4 separate regions of the Mus musculus genome follow, and regions 1, 2 and 4 are each linked to region 3. The links are chromatin contacts, called in public ChIA-PET and HiChIP or PLAC-seq maps. All regions are on one chromosome and are shown on one strand. The core of a region is the stretch at or near the end of the contact, and the rest is flanking DNA. Distances in the headings are between cores, read along the strand shown. Region 1 holds the start of Krit1 (KRIT1, ankyrin repeat containing). Region 2 holds the start of Mterf1a (mitochondrial transcription termination factor 1a). Region 3 holds the start of Fam133b (family with sequence similarity 133, member B). Region 4 has its middle 23 kb from the start of Gm36548.

What was found. ChIA-PET counts read pairs in DNA pulled down with a chosen protein or histone mark. HiChIP or PLAC-seq counts read pairs in DNA pulled down with a chosen protein or histone mark.
Region 1: an H3K4me3 HiChIP or PLAC-seq map of bone marrow-derived macrophages shows a contact between it and region 3, with 4 times the contacts expected there. The contact joins the promoter of Krit1 here to the promoter of Fam133b in region 3. A contact is called at or near these places in 3 of 39 promoter capture datasets (embryonic stem cells, liver and pre-B cells), 4 of 484 Hi-C or Micro-C datasets (CD4 T cells, LSK cells, embryonic stem cells and 1 more), 2 of 115 datasets of contacts at active chromatin or transcription factors (bone marrow-derived macrophages and memory CD8 T cells) and 2 of 9 other capture datasets (adipose tissue and liver).
Region 2: an RNA polymerase II ChIA-PET map of memory CD8 T cells shows a contact between it and region 3, with 5 read pairs. The contact joins the promoter of Mterf1a here to the promoter of Fam133b in region 3. A contact is called at or near these places in 2 of 484 Hi-C or Micro-C datasets (CD4 T cells and pre-B cells) and 2 of 115 datasets of contacts at active chromatin or transcription factors (embryonic stem cells and memory CD8 T cells).
Region 4: a contact with region 3 is called in an H3K4me3 HiChIP or PLAC-seq map of bone marrow-derived macrophages, with 4 times the contacts expected there. The contact joins the enhancer-like site here to the promoter of Fam133b in region 3. A contact is called at or near these places in 2 of 39 promoter capture datasets (embryonic stem cells and macrophages), 2 of 484 Hi-C or Micro-C datasets (bone marrow-derived macrophages and muscle stem cells), 1 of 115 datasets of contacts at active chromatin or transcription factors (bone marrow-derived macrophages) and 1 of 9 other capture datasets (macrophages).

What each region holds. Positions count from the first base shown.
Region 1 is chr5:3,801,549-3,804,868 of GRCm38.p6, forward strand. It overlaps Krit1 (KRIT1, ankyrin repeat containing), which reads left to right and starts at 1,617. Exons shown (of 17, transcript NM_030675.3): 1 at 1,617-1,935. Ankib1 (ankyrin repeat and IBR domain containing 1) reads right to left here and starts at 1,576. Exons shown (of 20, transcript NM_001289527.1): 1 at 1,049-1,576.
Region 2 is chr5:3,892,381-3,895,651 of GRCm38.p6, forward strand. It overlaps Mterf1a (mitochondrial transcription termination factor 1a), which reads right to left and starts at 1,553. Exons shown (of 2, transcript NM_001013023.2): 1 at 1,495-1,553.
Region 3 is chr5:3,542,005-3,545,288 of GRCm38.p6, forward strand. Fam133b (family with sequence similarity 133, member B) reads left to right here and starts at 1,829. Exons shown (of 11, transcript NM_001042501.1): 1 at 1,829-1,943. The coding sequence starts at 1,920.
Region 4 is chr5:3,245,234-3,248,531 of GRCm38.p6, forward strand. No RefSeq gene overlaps it. Among named protein-coding and RNA genes, the nearest start is that of Gm36548, 23 kb to the right of the region's middle. Within about 2 kb of position 1,953, at least 17 of the 459 cell types and tissues checked have an H3K27ac peak or open chromatin away from gene starts, as enhancers often do. A contact at or near this core is called in bone marrow-derived macrophages and muscle stem cells, where this site is marked.

The sequences.
Region 1 (3,320 bases), core at 367-2,866, 260 kb after region 3:
GGCTTGCTGGGGTGACTAAACATATTTATTGTTCCTAAAGAAATAATTTCCAAGAAAAAAAAATCACCAATGTTACCATACTACCTTAGTTTACAGAATATTAACAGAACCTACACCGTACAGAGTAACATTATTTTTAGAATTATCATTTGCTTTCTAATAGTACCTTAAAAAGTAGTTAATGCATTGACAGCTGTCTAATCACTGACAGTATTAAAATTATATTTTAATCTAATTTCTGGAAAGTTCTGCAAAAGCAACCTAAAAATGCAAACTAAAATTTAACGAGAAACAGCCTAGTCAAACAGTAATCAAAACAGTAAGAAATTAACAGCATCCAAAGTACACTATCTAAAACTCCAGATGTTTTCACATTTGGTCTTCACATTTACTAGTAAACCTGAATGGGTCTTTCAATCCAAAGATTTTTCAACATGCCGTTCCATAAGAATGACGCTTGTGAGAATAAAAACTCTTCAAGACCTGCTTCATTACAGCTGTAGCTTCAATTACCTCCGACTCAAACATCAATGTACGAACAGTTCACACATACGTAGAGGAATGAGGGTACAGAGGAGCGTTCATTCTTTTGTTTGGGTGGCAAAAGCAACACAAATAAAGGTTCAGTGGTGCCATCTGCACCTATCCCCACCCATGACAGTCCTACAGAGCACTTTTAACCTAGTCGCTCCTCACTATTTCAGGTCCACGGAGTTAGTGGAATCCAAGGCTTTCCAGGTCCCAACAAGGGTTGCGGAGACTGTGAGGTCCGGGGTTCTACAGAAAATGAAGGAGGGCACGAATCTTTTGAGGACAGAGGGACAAGGCTATGTAGACGTGTGTGGAGGATGGGACGCGCCGCGGAAACCGGGAGGCTTGCAAATTCGCGAGCGCGAGAAACCCCGTAGGGCAGACAGGATGCTGTGCTCCTTCGGGGACGGGGAGAGAAGGGGTGACAGGGCAACCCTCGCAAGAGACGCGGAAGGGCGTGAACTAGGCAGGCTCGAGACTGCCTCGGCCAGAGCCGAGCCGCGAAGCAGAAACTTACGGTTACTTCTCCCGGCCGGGACCGGGCTCGCGTCGATTCCCCCCAGATCTGCAGGTCTTCCTCTGTCGCGGCCACCTGGCTCTCGCGCCGAGCGGGTGACCTCTCGGGTCCACTCGGCGCCCCACCCACCCGCCGGCGGCGGCGGCTGCGGGAGCCGGAGGATGCGCGCTGGAGGCCCGCGGGAAGCGCTGCGCGAGCCCGACGCGCCCGGCGAGCTCACACTGGGCGGGCGCCCCCCATCTTCTCCCGCTGCGCGCCGCCGCTCTCAGGCTATGGAGGAGGGGGGCGGTGGCGCCTGCCTCCGCCGCTCGCTCAAGTCCAGCGCATGGTCGTGCCGCGTGCGCACGCAGCCGCGGAGGCCGACCTCCCTTCCCCGACCCCCGTCCTTGCTATAGCTAGCGTCGGGCTCGGCTGCCGCCAAACCCCGCGAGCTCACGGTCGCCCGCTCCCAGACAGCTGCGGCCGCCGCGCGAAGTGGCACGGACCGGCACGAACGGCGGCTCCCCGCGGGCCGACCCGGAAGCTTTTTCAGCCGCAAACCTGAAGCGGCCTTGGGGGCGTAACCCCGGAAGTTATTGCCCGGCGCCGGTAGCGGTGGGATGGCGAGCTGAGGCCTTTGGGAGCCCGAAGCTGGTGGAGAGGCTGAAGGGTTCCTGGAGCCGAGGGAGAGGAAGGACGGTGGGGAACAGGTGCCCTGAGACCCGAACTCGCGGGGCGGCTTTTGGTGACAATCCAGGGGCTTCCTGCCACAGGAAGTTGGGGTGGGCCTCCTAGATAGGCAGAAGGAATGAGAAAACGGTGACGGGCTGGCTCCGCCATCCTTCGACTGCCGCCCCACCCACTGACTTGGATGTAGCGGCTCGGGAGAGGATCCGCCGCCCGCCCGGGTGAGTCTTTCCCGTTTCCTTGGCGGAAACAAGGAAAGCAAGGCAAGAAGAGCCAGACGCCGGCTGGAGCCAACGGCAGGAGCACCGAAGCTCGCCCACGAGGCTCTGCATCAAGGCGTGTTGTTTCTTACACGCCGGTACCGAAAAGTCACCGGCGTCTCTTGGGTGGGAACTTTTGGAGCAAAAGCAGCTTTGCATTTTTCCCGGTAGGGGAGCACTGGTGGGTGGTGCCAAGGGAAAGACTTCCCAGGCAGTGTTGTCATTGCCAGGACAGTGACAGCTTATCGATTGTAGCTGTCTTCTCCCATCTATCCGAGTTCTTCCTTTATGTCTCCTTTTGGCTTGCACTCTCTGCTCTCTCCTCCCCTCGGTCTTTGTAACTTCACCAGAAGCCTTGATGTGGTTGGCCGACCTCAAGATTTCAGCTCCATTCCTGTCCTGCTCTCTCAGGGAACTTAGCGTGTCTTTATTGTAAACAAACTCACTGACCCACAAAGGAGTAATTACCCCTGCTGTGGGCACTAAGTGAAAATTGTATGCCTCTCCTTTGTCAATCATAATGAAAATCAACAATATCCCTGCATATTTTTTAAAAAAATCGCAGACAGCCCTCCAAGTTATGAACCATCTCCACTTACATAAGTCCTCATTTTTTAGGCAGCATATCATTCATGCCTGAGCATTTCTCCAGTGCAGTGAGCCATATAGCATATTAGCAATGGCTTTATTTATTTTTATTCTTTTGACTAGTTCTCTCTTCCTGTCGGTTTCAGTTGCACCAGCTTCACCTTCATCGCTGGTAGCTTTTGTTGTTTTCCTGGCTTCAACCTTTGTTTCCTTTTATGTCATTGGAAGACTATTTTAAGTGCTCCAGTACAAATACTTTTTTAAAAATAAACTTAAAATAAAAAAAAAAAGAATTTTTGCGAATATGTTGCTAGCAGTAAGTTTGTTTTATATATTTAAAATATGAGTATTTAAAATATATAATGAGTATTCACAAATGAAACACTTTGCTAATAGACGTTTTCTTATGAATTGATTGAGATAAGAATTGGTTTACTTTAAATTCTGTGCAGAAAGTTAACTACTTAGTTTCTCCTTTAGGTACTTTATAGAAAGCATCATTTTCTATAGTTGCCATGTTCTTTGTACAGTGTCTATAATACAGTGTCTTTTTAAGAGGTTTGCAGTTTTTAAGGCTTTCATACATATGTATATATCTTGTTTATAGTTTATTATGTTTTAGTCGGTGTTAATCTGAGATGAAAAGCAGTTGCTAAACAGGAAGTTTTAAGAAAAGCCTTTTTTTTTCTATAGGCAGCTCTTTTGCATGTAGTGGATTTTTAGAATGTTCTTATTAAAATTTTTTTATCTAAAAAAAA
Region 2 (3,271 bases), core at 303-2,802, 350 kb after region 3:
CTTGGTTACAATGCAATAATTCTACACTCTTTTCCATCTTCAAAATGATATAGTTGAGGGAATGTGGTGTAAATCAGAGGTAGGTCAGTGGTACAGCATACGTCCATAGCACGCATGAGGACTTGAGTTCAATTCCCCAACCCCAGAAAGAAGAAGGAGGAATTAATTTTCTAGTTCAAAGTTGTTAGGTTTTAAACCTGGGACAAGAGTTTGCCAAGAACACTAGCTGAAGGGTTCATTAAACATATCAAAGCTGACCTTGCTTTCCTGTCACATACACATGCATATACATATATAACTTTTATATAAACCTAAATTCTCCATTAGAAGCATGTCCTATTGTTTGTCTTCATTATTCTCATATTCCCATCACCTTCTTGGTCACCCCTTCCTCCTACCAGTACTAACTACATTTATATCAGACTCACCAGCAAGTGCACGTGCCTGTACTCACACACACCTTTTTAAAGTCTCACATATTGTTAAACTGCCTTTTCTTTCAGAAAGGGTCATTTTCTTGAATCCTAGTTGTATTGCAAGGCCTTGTATAAACACACTCTTCATTTAAAAACAGATTGTTCAGCCGGGAAACTATACAGCATAATGCAATTTAAAAAACAAAGGTAGATATTGAATTGACTCCAGTCTTACTCTAAAAATAAACAACATTCTAAAAGGAATGTTAAATTTAGCAAATATCACAAAAATCTCCATGATTGTAATGAGTGAGGTCCAAGGAGGAAGATATACGTCCTATTCTGTCCCACAGTTGGAAAGCTCACAGGCTTTTAAAGAAAACTGATAATCATTCGCATTGGGGTACCACAATCAGCTAATTTTTTGAAGCAGCATTTAAGTGGAGAGTGTTTGTTGGTTTGTTTGTTTGTTTGTTTGTTTGTTTTAGAACTACACTTCAGCATCGGATTTGTCGTTAAGATGAGAGACTTTGGATATTTCCAGAAAAGGTAAGGGCCAGATGTTTCTACCACCACACCGCCAATCCGAAAAAGAAAAAGGCAAAAATACAACCAATGTAGTAGAGAATAAAGAGATCCAGGCTAGACACCTTCAAATCATTTTTGTGAGATGCACAACCTCTCGCAAACTAAACATTTCTCAGTCATAATAAAAAGAAAACGGCAACGCATGGGGGGAAGGTAGCGGAATCGCAAACGCACTTTAATACCAGAACCCCACGTTACACATACATTATTTCGTAATGCCCTATATATACAACAACCTAAGGGTGGGCACTGTCCCTAAAGTTACAAATTCCGAGCCAATGCCGAGCTCTTTGCTGTACGAAGTGTGGAGGGCTTGATGAGTCTAAACTCAGAACCGCCGTAATCCCACATCGAAGGCTCGCCTTCCCTCGGGCAGTTCTGCAATGGCCTTTAGCCATTCATCGCCCTGTCTAGCAGAGACTCGCAAGCCGCTCGCAAAGGCTCCAGCAGCTCCCCAGCCCCAGCCCGCACACTGCATCCGCGCTCCTACCAACGCTCCCGGTAGACACCTTTCACTTCCGCCTCTGGACGCCCGGGAGGGAGCGGAGTGCGGAAGTAACGGCTGACTTCCGGCCTCGGCCTGGCGCAGAGGTGACGTCACTAGCCCGGCGCGCTGTGCCTAAATCCTCGGCCGCCTGACCGCGGGAGCCCAGCAGGGGGCGGCTGAGACTGTGGCTGCGGGGACTCTGGGCTCTGGGCTGGTTCGAGACCACAGGGCGGCGCCAAGGCTTCCCTCTGGCTGGGGCTGAGATTCTGCCTGTACCAAAGAACAGGTTCAGTTTGATCTCTTTCTTTTAGGTTGCTTTATAGACCTTGGGGGTTTTTGTTTGTTTGTTTGGTAGGTTGGTTGGTTTTTATTTCCCCCAAATTCTTTTGCATTTTTCTGTTTGGTTTGGTGTTTGTAAGAATAAAGATTTCTATTTGGGAATTTAAATTATTAATAATCAGTTTACCCAGAAAGTGAAACTACTGATCACAGCTTATTCCTTGCCTGGGATTACTCAGTAGCTATTTATGGTGCACGTGTGGCTTACCTTCACCAGTATTGCGGAAAGCAAGACAACCTCTGCCTTCTGGACCGTAACTCCCATGGTCTCGCTTCTGCCTGAATATTCTCTCCTCAGCCTGCCCCATGGATTTTCATTTATGAACACCAGGAGATGGCTTTAGTCCTCTTGAAAGTGATATCAATGAGGAAAAGGTGCAGCTGAGATATTGGAGAGGTTGGGAAGACCAAGGGCAGGGAGAGAAAGATGAGGGGCAAAGAAGAGGTAAAGAGAACTAAGAGCAGTGTGGTAGATGATGTTTCTCAAGAGGCTGATTTGGGGTTCTCATCTTCCTTAAGGGTCTTTCTTTCTTTCTTTCTTTCAAGACAACTTTGTATGAAAGTTGTGTTGCTATGCAAACACCATTTGTTTTTTGAAAGGATGGTGACATGTAATGATGCTTGAGACTTTAAATGACTTCACTTGGAAGGAGGAGAGTAGGGAAGTCAAGATGAACCCCTCCCTAAAATTAGACTTAAAATCCTTGGGAATTAGACTCAATGTGTAGTTCAAATGCCATGTCTATGCTATCTTCAGAATTGCCCCTGGCCTCTTACAACCAAAGACTAATAATAATGATATAATTAGTAATATTGATTATTGTGCCCTTTCTGTCTGCCTCACTAGATTTTCCTTGAGAAGTTCACAGACCCTTACTTTACCACTAATGTCTAAGTCTCAACAAACCTAATTAGAGTGAGAAGAAATTAGCCCTCCATTCCTCTAAGAGAACCCACACATAAAATACCACCATCAATTGGCACCAGGATTCAATAAACAAATGTTCTTGCTACCTCTTTTTCAATTATACAAATCTTACATCTTCCTGTAATTACACTCAAGGTGTGTAGAAGGATTTTAATTTAACAACATGTCTACTCTAGCCAGAATACAGGCATGCCCTTAGCACATACTGTTAATCCCTCTAGCTGGAATACAAACATGCCCTTATTATAGACCATTAATCCCAAAGAATGAAAGTAAAGTTAGTTTGTAGAAGGAAGCACTCATGTTTGAATGTGATATCTATTGAATGGCAGATAACATGATGAATCAGAGAAACATTTGACAGAATAAGGATATGATCAATTCTCAGGAGAGAGAAGAGATGTGGAGGGAAGGATGGAGGGAGGGAGGAGGAAGTTTTACCAGGAGAGTTTTATAGAGATAGGTTGAAGAGAGAAAAGAACTAGATATAGGTAAAATGACAATGAGAAGGAG
Region 3 (3,284 bases), core at 579-3,078:
GGCAGCAGAAGGAGAATTGTGTCACTGGCCATAGTGGAGTCGGAGACATCAAAGCCTGCCTCCATCGAGACACTTTCTCCAACAAGACCACACCCACTCCAGCGAGGCCACACCTTCTAATAGCACCACTCCCTATGGGCCTATGGAGACCAATTACATCCAAACTAATACAGGACCGTTTTAAGAAAGAAAGTGGAGATTGGAATATCTGTTGCAACAATAGAGGGTGAGAAAGGAGAGAGTCTCTGTCAGCGAGAAGAAGATTTTCTTTGAGGTACTGGATTCCATGCAGGGCCTCGCACATGCTAGGTAAATGCTGTATCACTGTCACTGGTGTTACTCGTAAACTTTTATTTCCCTAAATTAAATGTCATCTCTGAGGCTTACTGCCTCAGTCTGCTAACCTAGGCCTGGTCCTGGAAGCCTCTGTGCAATCTAATATAGGCCTAGAATGTTTTACAGGCTCTGATAAGTTACTGCTGAAAATATTCACCCTCTCTTGTTCTTTCTGAACTCTGACTGGCTGGTTCAATTCAGCTGTTCTGGCTCAAATTCCTCTCCAAGCTGACTGGTTCTAACTGGCTTCTCTCACTTTCTGACTGAATTGCTCTGATTGGCCCCGAGTTAACTCTGGCAACCTGTTCTAATCTTCTGGCTCCTTCTCACTCTCTGACTCATTCTGTCTTCACCCGTGTCTAGCTTGTTCTCTTTTCAACCCATCTCAGTAAAACTGCCTCTCTCCTCGCTTTCTCTCTGCACTGCTCTCCTAAGTGGCTTCACTGCCTCTCTCCTGACAGTTGGGCATATTCTATATAGTCTATTTTGTCAGGTTGTTCTCTGATTCATCACTTTGTCTGCCACTCAATTACACATAACTTTCAAATATGGGTGCTTCCTTCTACAAACTAACTTTACCTTCACTGTTTGGGATTAAAACTGTGTTCTAAGTGCTGAGTCATACCACAACTAGAAACAACTGTTTTTTAGTAAATAATACAATCTCAGGTTTCACAGTGTGATCACATATCCTGCAGCATATACCAGCCTTTTTCCCTTTGAATTTTACTTTACACAATGTCTAAGTTACCCAGATCAGACTTGGACTTACTTTGTTGCTCAAAATAGCCTCAAACTCATGATGTCTACCCACCCACCCCTCACCTCATATCCATGAGGTCTGGGGAAAGGCTAAAGGATTTTCTTCAGTATAATGAAAGTCCCATATTTCCATTTTCTAAAATTTCAGAAAGGATTCTGATCGATTTTATTCCTGATGCATTCATGTTGACATGAATCCATAAGTCACTTTTTCTAAGCCTGTGAATAGTCAGAGAATATGGTGTATTAATTAGTCTCTAGAGTCTAGACCACTTCTGAAGTTTAAGTCCAATCCAGATAATCCCATAGCACCAAAGCAGTAAAGTCTAACCTGTGTGTGTTTATCTCCCCCTATGAGTTAATAAACACACCCCTTAAAGATAAGGATTATGTCTTAACTATATTTGACTGGTCCCAGACTCATTTTTTTAAGTTTTATGACAATTTTTTCCATTAGACTTACTTTATGTGTTTGCCTACAGGTGTGCAGTGCGTGTGCCTGGTACCCACAAAGGTCAGAAGAGGGCATTGGATACCCAGGAACTGAGTTACCGATTTGACTACAGAGTGGGTCCTGCTCAGGAATGGTTAAGTGGGTCACAGGAATCCTGCTGCAGCTCCTGGGAACCGCAGGCGGTCGCTAGCGCCGGGCTGTCCTCCGCACCACCAGGGGGCGCCGTGGCGCATACGGTCTCCCCGGATTGGCGGGGCGCCGCTCTCTGGGCGGGGCATAGAGGTGGTAAGAGGACTCGCGGCGGGCCGCTTCGGCTTCTTCTCGGGCCTGCTCCCTCGGCGGCTTCCCGCGCCTTCAGCCGGCCACCATGGGGAAACGGGATAATCGCGTGGTGAGTATTCGGCGGGGAAAACGGAGCAGTGAGGCGGGGCCGGGCGGCAGGCGAACGAGCGGAAGCCGTCGCCCGTCGCGGCGGGGCTGGCGGCCGCGTCGCACTTGGGGCCCCGAGACCCCGCGCCGTGCGATGCGCGTGCGCCTTGCCGGTCCTCAGCGTCCTGCTCGGCCGACCCTGGGGCCTGTCGCCCCGCAGCGGTAAGGGCTGTGAGCCGGAGCCGCCGGTGCCGAGAGGCCCAGACCCAGCGCAGCGGGACCACGGGGATGGGGGTGGGGGACAGGGATGAGGGCTTTGGGGTACTCTAGACTCCAGTGCCCTCGGAAGTTAGTGACTTCTGAACCCAAGTTTCTACCTGTGGGAATGGGAGTCCTCCTTAGTCACCGCTTGACCACAAAGGCAACTGCCCAAGCGAACGCGAGTGGGTACCTAAAGAGCTGCCCGGGAAATGACAGTGTTCCCCGCTCTGTCTTAAAAACAACAACAACAACAAAACAAAAAACAACAACAACAACAACAAAAAACGTCCGTTTTAGTTTCTTGTGGTTCTGTCGTGGAAGCTCGGTGGCCACTAACCTTGCTCGCACTGTGCAGGAATGTACTTTCCTCCTGGCTTCAGGACGAGACCGTAGAATGAATGGAGTTGAGATGAATAGAATAGAATAGACCAGTTGAAATGGTCTATGTGTGTGGGCATCCAGAGTTCGACATAGTGCTTGGACTATTAATGTCCTCAGACACATCTCACCTGATTCCTGGAGATTTTTCTGTTTTGTTTTGTTGTTATTAATGATGCTATCGTTGTTTTAAAGATTATAGGCTTGCTTACAGACATTATTACAGTTTCTTACTGAAATCCAGACTTTCATTTTACTGGAAATTTTTATTTACACATTCCTTAAGGCATTTTCAAAACCTATGAAATTAGTCTCGTTTACTGGAGGGTGTTGACAGCTCTGTACTGTTCTGTTCTGTTGTCATCGCACAATATGTTCTAGTAGCATTTTGTTTGCACTTAAAAGATTCTAAGACTGAAAACATTACATCAAAAGGTGGGAGGTGTTGGAGATGTAATGGAGAACTAATACTTAGGGCAGGGTAAGGATGCTTAAACTGTGACCAGAACTTGTATCATTTGCTACTTGGTTCAGTCCTCATGGATCTTGATATCTCCCCCAGCCCCCCACACCACCACCAGCCCCAAAGTCTCACTTTTTAACAGGACTTTTAAACCACAGCTATCCTATACATCCTGGTCCCACACATAGACAGCTTCTCCATCATCAACATCCCCCACCGTAGAGATACAGGTGAACGTGCAGTTATCTTTCAGGAATCACA
Region 4 (3,298 bases), core at 703-3,202, 300 kb before region 3:
TGTTGTTAAAAGTTCACTTAAATACAGCATTAGTTTAACTTAAAATTATATAGTTGTATGCATGTACATGCATTCTAATAATATTTTTATTTTGAAATAAGGTTTCATTATATAGCCCTGTGTAGAGGAGTTTTCATTCAGCAACATAGCTGCTCTGGCAAAAGATCACATCCAAAGACTTTCTAGGTCTATGTGATCCAGCTGGAATACAGATATGCCACACATCTTTAGTCCCTCTGGCTGGAATACATACATGCCCTTAGTACATACTTTTAATCCTAAATAATGATGTCTAATTGAGGAGGAGCAGACAATGTGACAAATCAGAGAAAGATTTAACAAAATGAACCAGAGATAGGATACTCCCAACCCTCATGAGAACAGGCAGAAAGGAGAGGCTACTTAAGAGCAGCACAGGGTGTGTCAGGAGGGGAGGGCAGTTCAGGGGGTGCATTTCAATTGAGTTCAATGCAGTGCAGTTTGGTGCAGTTCACTTTAATGCAGTTAGTGCAGTACAGTTTGTGGAATTCAGAGACAGTTTTTCCAAGCAGACCAATTCAGTGAGAAGCCCAGAGAAGCCAGTTTGACAAAGTCATCTTGGAGAGAAGTCTGGGCCATAACAGCTGAGTTGAACCAGCCGGCCAGAGTTCAGAAAGAACTAGAAAGGGTGGGCTTATTCAGCAGCAAGACAAGAATTACATTAGGTAAATAAAAGTTAAATTTACAGCCCTGATTGGCCTACATCTCTCATGGATAAGGATGACCTTTAATTCAGAGATCCACTTACTTCTGATGCCTGGTTGCTGGGACTAAATGTGTGTGCCACAATGCCAGACCTAATTATACAATATAAATATATATATGTGTGTATATGTGTGTGTGTATACATGTGACACATTTCAAAAACTTTCAATGCCCAAGTGAGCTCAGTGAAACTTTTTTTAGCCTTAAATGCTTTGAGTTCTACCATCATTGCATTCTAAAAATTAATCTGCACATAAGAAATTGTTTATAAGGCAGAAATTTCCTGGAATTCTCACCTGTGGTGCTTGCAAGTTTCCAGATAGAGGACTCTTTTATTCCATAGCCTACACACCAGCCCTGACTATAGCTAAGCAACGGGGGCTGGAGTTCCATTTCTCCTGCCTAGTGATAATAAACTCTGTATCCTGATGCTCCCGCTGAGGGGCCAAAAGGGACTGAAGAAAGGGTCTAGAAGGCTGAGGAGCTATGAAAAACATGTTGTAAAGATTTCCTTATAAGCCAATAAATAATTTACAGGAAGGGAATTTAAGAGTTAAAAACTGGGTCTGCAGAGATATTAAGTTAGTGAAGAGCTTGGTGAGCAAGCATGAAGACTTCAGTTCAGCTCTCTAGTACTCATGGACACAAACCAATATGATAGTTTGGGTCTGTAATCCCAGCTCTGGAGAGGCAGAGGCAGATACTGGAAGACCCTTGGGCTCAATGGTCCATTAATGTAGCCGTAGCAGTAAGTTCTGAGGCCCTGTTTCAAAAAACTAATATGAAAATCTACTGAGAAAAATACCCAATGATAACCTCTGGCCTCCACACACATGTGCATGCACACATGCATTCATGCACACACACACACACACACACACACACACACACACAGAGAGAGAGAGAGAACGAGAGAGAGTTAAAATATTATAAGCCAACCAATGATTTTCAAAGAAAAGTTTACAATCTATTTTATTTTGAATGTTACTAGAACAGGCTATAAAATTAAGGCTCAAACCCCTGGCAAAGCTCTAGTTACACACTCTCTTGCCAATTATACTTCCCTTCAGTTGACAACTAGTCACTGTCTGTCTTCACACAGGAATAAAGTCATGACACAAGACTCAGGACAAATGTTCCTCAGCATCTTGAGGACGGTTGGAAGGCATAGCTTCAGGAGCACATGTATGTGTGAGTGCACTGCTCACTTAAAGTCCCACACTGACAAGCAGCAGAGTCATTTGTGTAACTCCACTGGCCTACCTTACATAGTTTTCCTTCTCTCTTTTTTTTTCTTCTTTTTACTTTTTTTTTTCTTTTAAGAAGAAAGCATGCATACGGCTCAGCCCTGATCAGACAGAAGCCTGGGGAATTATCTACATGTCACAGGAAATCCTTTTCTAATCAGAAAAAAATCTTCGATGAACATCTCCTGGCAGAATTTGGCAAGGAGTCCCAGGAAATTTACTGTACTTGCTTTTGGTCTTATTATATCAAGACTGCCAAAAGGGAAGTGATACCAGAACTCCTGAGGCCCCAAATGAGTTATTATAAGTAGGCATTTCTGGGCTATGTGTCACATGGTGGCAGGCTAAGAGTGGAGGGATGGTCTCTCTCCCCAGCCACTCCCATCATTCCACACTCAAAACCTTGAAAATTACTGTGAGCCATGTTACTGAGCACAAACCACGGAGAAAGAGGTTTTGTGCCTTAATTAGATTGATATATTTTCTAAAAATATTTTTGTCATTAAATTCCCTTGAGTGGGTTTATTAAAAGAACATTTAGTGTGTGTGTGTGTGTGTGTGTGTGATTTTGGAAGTAATGGTTGCTTAATTTTAGAGAAGCTCCAAAAGCCTAAGAAATAAATGAAAATCATGTGTCATTCTGTCAAACAGACACAACCAAATGTTAATATTTTTTATTATTTCCTTTCAACCATGAAATGGAAAAGAGAAAGTTGCCACAATTAGGATCATATTGTATTGCATATGTATTTTCTGCTTTTTTCCCCATTTAACGTGATATCATTCACTTAAGATTTGTCTTCTTCTGTGTTCTGTCACTATACTAAAATACTTTAGACCAGGTAACTCTATTGTTTAGTAGAGGTTTGTTTCGGGGTGGGCATCTGAGAACTCAGGGCCAGCATCTGTTTAGCATCTGGTGAGAAATTCCTTGCTGCGTTATAATAGAGAAGAGAATATTTGCACTAGTTACTTATTGTTATAACAAATTCCTAGTGGAATCAATTCAAGACTCGTAGTTCAAGGAGTAGACTTTATTATGGCAAGAAAGATGTGTAGTGGGAGGAGCTAGTAACTATGGATGCAGAGGGAGGGATGGGGTCTTTAGCTTTCTGTAATGTTGTTTTCCTTTCATTCTGTTAGCTCATGGAATGGTGCTACCCACATTCAGGGCAACAAGGAAAGCCCCAACCAAGATCAGATCTGAACCCAGGCAGAGAAACCATCAACCCCTGCACCAACATGTCCAGTATCTGGAGCCTCTGGAGACCTCATCTACAGCCCTGCCTCCCCAGCTCTGCGGCCTG